2 separate regions of the Lactuca sativa genome follow, and region 2 is linked to region 1. A link is a contact called in public Hi-C data. All regions are on one chromosome and are shown on one strand. The core of a region is the stretch at or near the end of the contact, and the rest is flanking DNA. Distances in the headings are between cores, read along the strand shown. Region 1 holds the start of LOC111900683 (homeobox protein knotted-1-like 6). Region 2 holds the start of LOC111900685.

The links. A called contact is a pair of places that touch in the nucleus more often than the background predicts.
Region 2: a Hi-C map of leaf shows a contact between it and region 1, with 7 times the contacts expected there. The contact joins the promoter of LOC111900685 here to the promoter of LOC111900683 in region 1. A contact is called at or near these places in 2 of 4 Hi-C or Micro-C datasets (leaf and seed).

Annotation. Positions count from the first base shown.
Region 1 is chr5:36,820,322-36,827,130 of Lsat_Salinas_v11, reverse strand. LOC111900683 (homeobox protein knotted-1-like 6) reads left to right here and starts at 3,162. Exons shown (of 5, transcript XM_023896562.3): 1 at 3,162-3,647; 2 at 4,196-4,315; 3 at 4,406-4,541. The coding sequence starts at 3,354.
Region 2 is chr5:36,963,785-36,970,593 of Lsat_Salinas_v11, reverse strand. It overlaps LOC111900685, which reads left to right and starts at 2,635. Exons shown (of 3, transcript XM_023896564.3): 1 at 2,635-3,547; 2 at 3,679-3,729; 3 at 3,833-4,097. The coding sequence starts at 2,734. The coding sequence ends at 3,882. It overlaps LOC111900686, which reads right to left and starts at 430. Exons shown (of 6, transcript XM_023896566.2): 1 at 99-430.

The sequences.
Region 1 (6,809 bases), core at 1,913-4,412:
GAAAATAGCGTGAGAGTTCCATAAATTCTACCTATTATAATTTATATGTGTTTTCTATTTGATATGAATTATTCGTGAGAGTACCCCCCCCCCCCCCTGCTCGGCATGTTACAAAGGGATTATGAAACTGAATGAAATAACTTTTTATATTCATATATATATATATATATATATATATATATATATATATATATATATATATATATAATTAAAACTGAAACGGTAGTTGGACAAATAAAGCTACCCTAAGTCTACATCCAAACAAGGAAAATGAAATAAAGTGAATTATTAGTCCTAAGCCTTATATATATATATATATATATATATATATATATATATATATATATATATATATATATATATATATATATATATATATATATATATATATAGAGAGAGAGAGAGAGAGAAAGAGAGAGAGAGTTAGGTTCAAATGTTTTTACTATCTATTGTGTGCTTGTAGGATTGATTCTAGACCAATCATTTTAGTTATTTTAAGAAAGTAATTAATGCATATTAAATGCTGAAGTTCTAATTAATGTTCATTATATCTTTAACATCTAATATGTATTAATTACTTTCTTAAAATAACTAAAATGATTGGTCAAGAATCAATCCTACATGCACACAATAGATAGTTAGAACAATATAACCTAACCCTATATATATATATATATATATATATATATATATATATATATATATATATATATATATATATATATGATTTTGGCAAAATATAAGTTTAAAAGAGTTTTTAAGAGATTTAAAGGAGTTTGACAATATTTAAAAGTATTTCAGCAACTTGAATTCTTTTTTAGAAATATTTAGAAATCATATAATTCTAAACACAATATCCTTGTGTTTAGACTTGTATTCCCCCCCCCCCCCCCTCCCTAAAACATTGAAAAATAGTAAAAATGCAGGGGTATGAACTCATCTTTTGCGAGTGTTTGGTGAGGATACGGTGTAGTCCAGTTAATTTCACAAGTTAGAGCCCGTGATAAAAACCGAATCCTAATTTATATTAACATCATATTAAATATAAATTAGATAATCTAATGAAGTTTAAAGTGTTAAACAACACTTAATTATTGTAAGAAGACTTACAATAATCCTTAGAATAGTATGTGACTGTTCTTCGTGTGTTCTTGAAGAAAACTAGAGATATTGGGTGTTTTCGGCCTAAGATATGAAAATTAGAAGGTGTTTTCGGATGATATCAAGAACAATAAATGATTTTTCGCATGATAATCAAGAAGATTGAGTGATTTCGCATGTGTTCTTGAGGGAGAAGAGTCATTTCGGTTGATGTTCTTGAGAGAAAAGGTGTTGATTTCGGCTGAATGGTGTGAGAATGAGGAGTGTTTCGGTTTATATATATATATATATATATATATATATATATATATATATATATATATATATATGAGTATATTGTGGCGGTTTTAACAAAAATATCTAGATATTATGTGTTTTCAGTCAAGAACACAAACCGAGGATGGGGTTCTCGGTTAGGAACTCTACCCGAGAAGCCTCGTTTGCGGTCAGAAGAGGATAAGGTTTGCGAGGTTTTCGACTGTGAACTATATGTCGGATCGCATGTTTTCGGTCTGAGGTTCTCAACCAAAAATGTGTTTACGGTGCGAGGAGATAAGGCAGTCCGAGGGTTTTCAGTCATACGAGAATCCTCGGTTTAGAGTAATTCCACTTCTAAACTTTACAACACATTTACGGATAGGTTTACTCTAACCAAAATCATTAATTTAACTTTATTAAATTAATCAAAACAACAAAGTTGACTTTAATTTGATATGTTTGACCTTAGTTGACTTTGGTTGACTTTTACTAGATTGAAAATGATGGGTTGTCACATTTAGAGTGTGTGGTAGCTACATATTAGTAGTGTGAAGTTGTAAAAATTAAAGTATGTCTGAAACACGATGTCCGGAACGATCCAAAATATGTTTTGAGAATCTATGCCCATGATCGTGTGACCGTGAATCTAAAATGTCTGAAATCTGACATAAATGATGGATTTGATTTGAAATCAATGGTTGATTTAACATCCAGAATTTCATTCCAGAATGGTAGTTAATCTAAAATATACCACTATAAATAAGCGATCGGAAACAACTCCAAAATGATAGTTAATCCGGAAGCAACCTATGAATGTATGAAGTTGTATTTTTTGGAACAATTAGCTGTTGAAATGTTATAAATTTTAAAGAAACAATTAAAATATGGACAAAATAATTTTACCACATATCTAATATCCACAAAACAGAGTTGAAAAATGATCCGACACATTAGTTTTGATGTTGGTGTAACTATGAGGGTTGGTCCGCCGAAGGTTGTATAAATATGCAGACAAGTTGGTAAAGCTTTTTTCATGGTCACTATCTGAGAAACTTATCTTGAAGCAGTTATAATAGATAATTACATATGATCCAAAGTGAGTGACTAACTACATGGTATACCATTTATATATAAGAGATGAAAAAAGTTGTTTTTTGGGATCCAGTGTGTGTCTGGAAACGTGTTTGTGAATCCATAATGTCACATCTATGTACGATTTTGACTTATGTACTTCAGAATTGACTTTGTCAGTTCGGAATGTACGGAGACAGATTCCGGATCAGAAGCTTTGGAATGCATACAGCTACTCCTGAATGTTTTATTCTGAAGTTTATGATATTTTTTTTTGAAAAAGAATTATAAATTAATCATTATTATTGTTAGTAGATTACTCGATTTCCCTTTTACAAACCAATAAGACTAAATTTGAATTTGAAGACTAGTTTTTTTAACGGCAAATTTATATATTATTTCTAAACTACATCTTAGATCCACAAATCTCCGGTCAACTTTAAGAAGAAAAGATAACATCGGATACCGTTAGGATAGAAGAAACCCTTTGGTTTGAAGATTAGTCAACAAATCAAACTTGAGGCTTTGTTAAGGTGGTGATAATTATTTTGTTATTATACTAATTAAACACGGTATCGAAACTCTAAACCTCCGTTGGTTACATAGAAAGCACATCCAACGGATGAGAACTGACATGGTCCCACCTTTTCAATCACAGAAAACAACGCGCGGAATGGGAGCGTGGATTAAACCAAAAAAGGAAGGATAGAAGTGAAAGAAGGAGAGGATGGTGCATGATGAATATGATGATGATAGATGAGACCAGACATTCAGGTGCTGCTGGGGCTTTCTTTCATCTTGTTTGTACGCTAAATTCACACTCCTACTCTCTCTCTGCCCCCTCCAATTCCGATCATATTCCCCCAACCTTTCTCTTCAAATCCATATCTTAATTCCATGTACAAACCTGTTATTGATCGATAATGGAGGAAATGTACGGATTAATGAATTACCATGAGCAAATTCCGCCGGCAGAAACGGCGAGAGAGAATTACCATCACGCTTTCGATGATCAGGCACCGGACGTTCGCCATCAACGGACTATTCCGGCAGTGTTTGGATCAGGCTCCAATATTCAAACTAGTAGTAGCAATAAGAATAATAACAACGGATTAGCTGAAGAATTAGATGAAGATTTGTCAAGCGCTAATCGAGCCAAGATCATGTCGCATCCTCTATATCCTAAGCTGCTCCAAGCTTACATCTCTTGCCAAAAGGTATGTCTGTATATGTATGAGAGAGAGAGAGAGAGAGAGAGAGAGAGAGAGTTGCTTGAGTGCTTACACGTATGTGTCTATGTATGTATATGTGATGTATTCGGTGTACGTATGTATGATATGTATCCGGTCAGTTTATCTGTTTCCTCTGAGTACAGAGACACTGTTAGTTTCAGTTACAGTGGATCTGCGTTCAAACAGACACGAAAGCTGCGTAGCAATGTCGTGTGCTTGTTGTGTATTTAATCGCTTGCAGAACGTAAATCACAATCACAATATTCATTTTCAGTTTTGCAAAAATTTTGAAATCCGCGCGATTTCCTGCTTGTTTTTAAAATACGCATTTGAATAATTTGATCAGTGATATTCCGAGTCCTCAGAAGATCTTCAAACGTTTAATCTATAGTGACTAGGAGTTTAACTCACATTCAACAGGTTCTGATTAGAATAAATTTATACGAACCTTCTGTTAGGGTTAAGATTCGTTGAAGAATCAAATACGTCACACGTCAAGAAGAAATCACTAGTGCGTGTTTGATTCTTATCAGGTTGGAGCTCCACCAGATATCGCGAACCTGTTTGATGAAATTTTCAGCGATAATGATTTCTGCCGGAGATCCAGCGCCTGTTCATGTCTGGGCGATGATCCCGAGCTCGACGAATTCATGGTGAGTCAAATTGCTGTCACTGTCGATCGTGTGTTTGTAATTAATTTCTTCATTCGCTGATTGCTCGATCAATTTGTGATTCTTTTGAAGGAAACTTACTGTGAGATGCTGGATAAGTACAGATCGGATCTGGCAAGACCTTTCGATGAAGCAACCACGTTTTTGAACAATATGCAAACTCAACTCACCAATCTCTGCAAGGGAACTTCTATAACCTACCACACAGGTCTCTCTCTCTCTCTCTTTTTCTCTCTCTCCTCCAGTCATGGAATCTCGTGCTATGTGTGTATTTCATCATTATCATGTCCCACGGTTTATTATTATTTTATTATGCGTCTCATAGTCAATTATATATACTATATAATTTATCCAATCGGAAACCCTTTTTATATCTCTATTTCGCCGCCGAGGGAAGGGGAGGCGGTGATGGAGGTAGGTGATACGGTGTTGGATACCTCCGCCGTTAAGTATGTGCGTCGGAGCCGCCGGATATCTGTTGTCACGGCATTTTGAATCCGACGGCGAAACAAGAATGAAGAAGAATCAGGAAAACCCTAGCGTAGCGAATTATATTTCTTCTGAGTGAGACTTTCATGGTCTGATTTTAGATATTTCATTGGTTATCCCTGATCCTTCACTCATTTTCATATTCGAAGTCTGATGTGTGTTTGTTTTGCAAAACAGTCCAAACACCTCGAAATCCCAACTTGTTCTAGGATATATGGATAATATATCCGATTGATTTTATATATATCTACTCTTTGGCAAAATACAAAAATCACTCTAATTCTTTGTCTTTTCTTAATTCTATTTAAATGATTACGTTTAATTAAAAAACATATTAACAACTAGGCCTTCTTATTCGGAGAAGAATCGGATTTATGAAGTTTTTAAAGTAAATAATCCAGTCAAATTTAGCTGGAGCTTTGTATATTAATTGGGGTTTGTTATCAAGTGATTAGCTTCAACTTAACTTTGGTTATGATGGTCAAATTAAATTTTGATATGTAGTTAATATGTATGTTATTGGGTCTAATAAGAAGTTAGGTCTAACCTGGTTAGAACCACAATTAGAAACCGTTTATATATTTCTTAGTGAGTCTGATAAGTAGGTTGGATCTAACTCATTCAGACAATGATTTAATTAAATCTAAGTTAATCAACAACTATCAAACAATCTATCAATCACATGAAGAGGTTTAAACTTTAAACAATAGATAATGAAATTAGTCGGCCTTGTATCAATGCTTTGCTATCAGTTTTGGGTTAAAGGATATAGTAGGGTATTCATCTTGTAAGTTAGCATATATCTTAATAAGAAAGTCTATTTCTTAAATTTATTTATGATGCACCTTAAAGGGTACATTTAATCAACTTCAAGCTGTTGGATAGATGATGTATTGTCATTGTGCATTTGGCTTGACTAATTCGAGTTAGGATTAGGAAGCAGGCTCTATATTTAATTTAATATATTTTTGTGTATTACTTTTAAATATAATGTATGTAAGATATCTTGAACTCAATATTCCTATAAGTTTGAACAAAATTTTTAGACATGCATAAAATTTAAGCAGTCACCTTAGCTAGCTAGCTTTAAAAAAAAAAAAAAAAAAAAAAAAAAAAAAAAAAAAAAAAAATCTTTTACTTTAATTTTCGAAATATATGATATAGCAATTCATTCAAAGCAATCGAGAGCTCCCGAGAATTCACAATTCACGTATAAGAAGCCCCTTCCAATACATTATACTCTGTTTAAATTAAAGTTAATCTGTATTAATTAAGTATATACGTGCAGAAACAAAGGTATGATTAATTAAAGATATAGGAAGATATATAATTTTATTTGAGCATTTGCCCAAATCTTGAATCTTAAGAATAGCTAGGGTTTTCAATAATAGGTGTTCTCGCTCTTTTTTTTTTTTTTTGAATGTGATTTGGGTAGTTTGTTTTATTAGGAACTCTGCTTTTCCTTCTTCTTGATATAGATAGAGACATAAAAGGGGAATATGAATGGTGACCACAATGACAGTGGCACTCAGATTTTTTGTTTCTATTTACTTTTTCTTTGTGTTTTTTCTATAATGAAGATGAAAATATTGAAATTAAAAAAAGAATTTGAATATTGTATATAGTAGTTAAGTACACAAAAGGAGTAAATTTTAAGTAGTCTATATGGACCTTTTTAACATGTCAATATAGATCTATTTCTTAATGATTACAGACATTAGGCATACATTATTCTACTTAAAAAAAATGATAAACGCTATAAAATAATATGACTCATCATGTCAATCACAGCTAAATCTTAAGTATATACTATATTCAGCTTGAATTTATCAAACGATTTATCACGTATATGTTTAAATTTACTAAATAATGATATGCTATCATTTCTTAAAAAAAGGTGTTTCAATGGGATACATTTTTTTTATCATGTATCATTGTATTGTTTCACTGTTATAGTAGTTTGCTTGTTTTTTTTAATTGCATGAGA
Region 2 (6,809 bases), core at 1,386-3,885, 140 kb before region 1:
GTAATAATCGATCAAACAAAAAAGCGTAGATGGTATATGATGAACACAGAAAATCGAAAATTGGAACAAAGAACTCTCATATCGATGTTGAAACTTACCGGATCGGAAATCGATGTAGGCGAAGACGCCGGCAGCGGTAGTCTTGATCGGAAATCGGAGGAGGAAAGCTGGTGGGAGAAAAAAACGAGTTCTGCTGTGTTCTTGTGTTCTGATGGAGTGGTAGAGAGCGACACAGGGGAGACGCCGAGACGAGGATACAACAAAGGAGATAGGTTTGGGGGGATTGTTTTAAGGTCCCTCACTTTTAGTTCGATAAGTTTACCTGGGATTTGATGCTAAGAAACGCCGCTTGTGTGCTTTACCAGTCGCCGGCGATCGACGGCGAAAAGGGAGGATTCCGAAGAAATGAATCTTTTTGCCAGCGGTTGAACACGAAGGTAGACTACGTCGTTTTGGTATTACTGGACCGACTAGATTGGGCCAAGCAAAATCTTCACAGATCTAATAATAGTAAACAGACTAACACATTCCGGCCCATATTTGGATTTTTACATGCTAGTTATTATTTTTTTTCGTATTTTGAAAAAAAATCAAGCTTATATTATTTTTTTTTAACTTAAATATAAACATAAATTATATGTATCGAGACTATATTTGATGAAATAAAAACTTAAGATGTTTATCCATGATTATTTATGATCATTTTGTGTAATAGGCCTTTAAACAAAGATTTAATATTTGATAACCGTTTTACAACCGAATAAAAAAATCACAGGGAGAAAGAGAACGAGAGAGAAAGAGACCTAAATATTGTAAGACTCTCGCAATATTTAAATAAAGTACCCAAGCCATTTTTATGGAATTTTCATGATATATGTGACCTAAATATTTGATTATGTATTGATATAACTGATAGAAATATTGAAAAGAATTCCATCAACCTTAGTAATATGTCAAAACATGGTGTAATTTTCCTTAAATTGGCTGAACACACCAAAACTTTCATTAATAATCAAATAGTTTTCTAAATGAGATTCAAAATTATCAATATAGTCGGAAACCATCTTGTACCCGATTATAGTAGTTTCAAAAATCAATGTCTAGGTGGTTTACTTAGGAGAACATTCTTTTTGTTGTTAAACCGAAAAAAATCTAAACAACAGTGTTTTTTTTATATAATTCAAATTATTATGGTTATCAAGAAACCCCTATACTTGTTTAAAGTGATTTTTTGTTAAAAAAAAAACAAACGTTAAACTAAATAAAATTAAAATTACAATCATGTTTATGGAATTAAGTCTTATATTATTTATGACGAAAGTAATTATAACATACCCTAATAGATAAACACATGATTTTTTATATCTAGTATATTCAAGATTCTAAAAAGTCTGTCATGGCTTCACCATGACATATCATGACTCCAAGATTTGTACTTGACGCTACGTGTTAACAAAATGTCGCCTTAAGTTATATATATATATATATATATATATATATATATATATATATATATATATATATATGCAAAATTGCCGTCTTAAGTAATTTCTTACAAACGATGTGGTTTGTCAAGACTCGAAAAAATTTGAGGCTTGATATTGCAGTTAAAGTCATGTCTAACGTTATTTAAAACCTTGTGCGAATTACATAAGTATATTAATTAAAATAAATAAATTTATGGCTTGTTCCATCTATATCATACTAACTTAATTGCACCAGACCGACTTATTTTTCTAAAGTAATTTGTGTCTCGTTGCATTGCACGGGTGAATATATATATATATATATATATATATATATATATATATATATATATATATATATATATATATATATATATATATATATATATATATATATATATAAAGGGTCAAAAAAGACTTTTCAAAATTGATGGGATCAAACCACAATAAAAATAGGCCAAGGTGACTATATGTCAATTTTTAAAGCCAATGGATGTAACCAAAGAAATCAAGCAAACGCATGTCCAAATTTTCAATTTTCTCTAAAAGCAAAAATGTGTTAAATTTTGGTAAAAGAACTAATTACACTACTCAATATTAATCCATTTTTTTTATAATAATAATAATAATAAAAAAGGAGCGTGTATGCATTAAACTTTTGACCAGTTTCATTTTTAGTTATTCTTTGTTTTATCTATTTGATATGTTGCAAGTAAAACGTAAACATATCTTAAATGGACACATTTATAAAAAAAAAAATGTTTGTATCCTTCAAAAATTAACAAAGAAATTGAAGTCAATGTAGTTTATGCAATTCTAAATTTACAATAAACATCAATTTTATCACAGTAATGGTTTGTTTCTAACAAATATATTTAACGTACTACTCTAAAATACCAGACTAATTATTCTATCTACAAATTGCACAAACTCTAAACTACCAGACTAATTATTCCATCTACAAATTGCATAATCAAGTTTTCTATTCATCAAAACAAACCATTCGTACCAATTTATGCTCTAAAAGCATACTAAAGCAAAAAATACAAAAGTTGGGCTGGGCCAAAATATTAAAATAACACAAAAAGTTCATAGAATAGTAAACAATGCACCAACATTATATTCTTCATTACGAAGACCTTGACAGCATTAAAGCAAAACACTTTCAACCATCACAAGCAAAGCATCCCACTCACATGTTACTTCAATTCCTAGATCCATACGCTCACTTTGAGTCATATGTATCTTGTTACTTACCTCTCTCACCATGGCTAAACTTAGGTCCATCATTTTGTTTATCTTATTACATGTCTTTGTGTATAGTGTAGGTGCATCTCATGTATGTCGATCCTATTGTGGCAACATAACTATAGATTACCCGTTTGCTCTCCGGTCGGGATGTGGTCATTCAGGTTTCAGAGACCTTTTGTTTTGCATCAACGATGTCCTTATGTTTCACATTAGCTCGGGCTCATATAGGGTTCTAAACATCGACTATGCATATCAGTCCATGACTTTACATGACCCACATTTGTCCACATGTGACTCCATCGTGCTAGGAGGTAGGGGAAATGGGTTTGTAGTGGAGCACTGGCGGGCCCCATACCTAAATCCAACCGCAGATAATGTGTTCATGTTATTGGGTTGTTCGACCCAATCACCACTCTTCCAAGGGTTCCCAACTGGGAACCATGTACCATGTAGAAATGTCTCGGGTATGGGTTGTGAGGAGTATTATGGTTGTCAAGGTTGGATGGATCTTGGGCTAGCCCGTATGGGCTTGGCTTATGGGTCAGGGCCACCTATTTGTTGTGCATTACCCTTTGATGCAATCAAAAGTGTGAATCTTAGTAAACTAGAGTGCCAAGGGTATAGCAGTGCATACACCTTGGCACCTCTACGAGTAAGCGGTCCTTCTGAGTGGACTTATGGAATACGAGTCAAGTATGATGTGGAGGTAAGTAATGATTCATTTTGTAAAGCGTGTGAGGCAACTGGTGGGTCTTGTGGACATGATGTGGAACATTTTGGAGAATTATGTATGTGTGGGAGTTGGAATTCTACCTCAAATTGTGATACAAGTAAATCTCTTTTACTTTGATTTATTAAAATTTTTTAGTAAAATTACATATTTTTGTCCATCTATAGAAGTCTTAGTGTGTTATATAAATTTTTTCCAAATTTCACTATAAAGTTCATATGTTTTGTGCAGTTATGAAATTATCGGTCGGGGGAGCCTCGTTGCCAAGAGACAAGTTATTAGGTTATTATAATGCCTTTCCATTTTAATACTATGAAAATAATGTTATAAGACTTATTTATCTCAATTTTCACATGATGATTTTGTCGAATTCTATATTTTACAGGATTACTGATTGTCATATCTACCTTCTGGTTAACATCTTTTCGAATGTGAAATGTCTTTTCCATCGCAAATCTATAGTTTGAGGAGGAAGAAAATGCATACTCAACTTGAAAAGATGCCAAATGTGTTCTTCAATGTTCATTTAAAGGAGGCCTATATGTAGGCTAAATATAGAAAAAGTAATTGTGCCTAATTGAATGGGAATTTCTTATTTAAGTATATTGAGTGAAGTTTTGTTTGAGAATGTCATTGTATTTGTTTTGGACTTTTCACTTTTAACGTTATTAGAGGAAACATAGGATTTTGATGAATCTTTTTATACATAACTATGAATATAGAAGATATTAAATTATTTAGATGTGTCAACATATCAAAATGGGGTCGACAAATGAAATGATAATGTTTAGTTCACATTAAAAAAACAAATTTCTTTTTCAAGATCTAAGTTGCACATTTAAAAAAACATCACGAAGCAATGATCTAGTCATTTAAGTTGGATAATTTAACTTAAACAACATTTGCATAATATAATTTTTTAACTTACTTACAATATATCGAGAGTTTGAAAATAACAAACCGGTAAATTCCAATATATTCAACTTGTGAAAACAATGGAGTTTTAGCATCGTTTCAACGTGACCCACACATGGAGATGAACCAAATTCAAGAATATACGAGATAAGTGTTAGAATAGGATAAGGCTATAAGGGTTTGTAGACCTTATAAGATGGTCACTATTAGTGTTTCTAGGTTTAATCTCAAATTGCAAACTTGTGTATAAGAGAACTTCTTCATGTCCATGTACGTAATGTCATATTGTTACATGGACCAAACCATATGTGTTCTTGTGCTTGTTTACTTCTATATATTCAAAGTTTCTTCCAAACAAACTTGATAGATCATGTGCTAAAATACAACAAGCAATAAGAGGAATTTAATAGTTTGATTGTCTTTATCATGTAATTAGTAACACAATTTAAAAAAAAAATTGAACGGCGAAATTTGTATGAAGCCGCTAGCAAGCAGCTAGGGGCAAAAGTAAAACTGTAGAAAAAATAAAAGTACAATAATTACGTCAAAGGGAAAATGTACCAAGAAGACCAATTTAAGGAGGTACACCCTATCCTGTTTTTTATCCACATGAAAGAGTTCGCCTTGATATCTTCAAAAATACAGGCTTGAGATGGAGCAATATTGTTAAAGGAGCAGTTGTTTCTGGCTTTCCACAAAGACCAAAGAGCCGAAAGAATGATCGTGTGAGTCATCTTTAGGTGAGAAGGCGATTTGGCAAAGGAGTGGAAGACAAAGAGGAGATGTTCAACAGAATTAATATCAAAGAGATCAAGCTCGCACCAGTCTTGAAACATACTCCAGACATCTCGAACCCAACAACATTCCCAGTGAAGATGTATAACATATTCATCACCTGCACCACATAGATTGCATGTACCGGAGCTCAAAACAATAGACCTGACAAACGTGTCGTGTTAACCTGTTTATTTCCGTGTCGGTTTCGTGTCAAGTTTCGGGTTAAGGTTTAGACCTTGTAAATATGTTGTGTCATGTCGCTTGAAACATTTTAAAGGTTGGAAAGTAGGAGTTATGGATGCAAAAATGAAAAAAGGAAACACTAAAGTTAGGAGATGGAATGACAAAAGTTTTAGTAAGTTTAGAAGGCAAAATGAAAAGAGTTAAAGTTGGGGAGCAAAGAGGATAGGTGGTGAGGATGAGTACAATTAAGTAACTTTGAAATTTTGAATATTATTTCTAACTCTTGAGTTTGACCTACTACAAGTCTATAACATATAATATATTTATAAGAATGTGAAATTTGTAATAAATAATATCTAGTTAAACGGATCATATTCGAGTCATCTTTGAGTTAAAAGTCTTGACCCTAACCCTACCCGTTTAATTATCGTGTCGTGTCGTGTCAACCCGTTTACATAAACATGTCGAAATCTCTGACCCTAACCCGCTAATTTTGTGTCGGGTTCGTGTCGGGTTTTCGTGTCGTGTCATGTTTTTCCAGGTCTACAAAACAACCCCTCTATTTATGAGCTCAATTTTCACAGGTAACCTATTCAGTATAGCTCGCCAGGCAAAAAAAAATTTGATTTTAATAGGTACCAGATTATTCCAAAAGTGTTTATACTCAAGTGGGGAATAGACTTTTGATTCCTAAGCTCCATGTAAAGAGCTCACAGAGAAAACCCAGAATTGCAACCAAGCCAACTCCATTTATCATCTGAGGTACCGAGAGAAACCAATGAGAGATCGTTCAAACAACTATCAAGTTCCGACAGTTTTGTGGTGAAGCTAGGCAATTCCATGAGACAACCAACGAACCGTCCACTTTCTGACATCTATCTGTAATGGAGCAGATTTTAAAAGATTATAGAGCAAAAAGAGAAGGGTATTTAGATCTAAGATCAAAATTCTCAGCCCTATTGTCGAACCAGAAGGAAAGAGAGTTCCCAATCCCTATTACTCTTTTGAACATGTCTTGAAGCGCAATATTTTGAGAACTGAAATCAGAAATAATGCCAACAATATTTTTCAAACCCCAGAAGCACCTAGCTGAACAGGGAACATTTTCGAAGATCTATGCAGGCATTAGGTTGAGATTGAAAGTGTATACTATGTTTCGCGTGCATCAGGTTGAGATTGAAAGTGATATCATTAAAAAAAATGTGGTACTAATACCTAGTGAATTAATTAACTGATGTATTGATTCGGTCATACGGCTAATTATTTTTATGATGATTACGTATTTATATTCCAATTGTCCATCTCCGCATCAACTACAAACCAAACTTAAAAAATTCCAATTGTTTCTCTATCCTGAATTGGTATTATCTTTTGACGAGGAATGCCGTGGATCAACATATTTAATCCCATCAAATCATCACTGCCGATTTCTCGGCTGCTTTCCGTAAGGCTAGAGGGAGTGGTACCACAGAAACCGCACTCCCTCC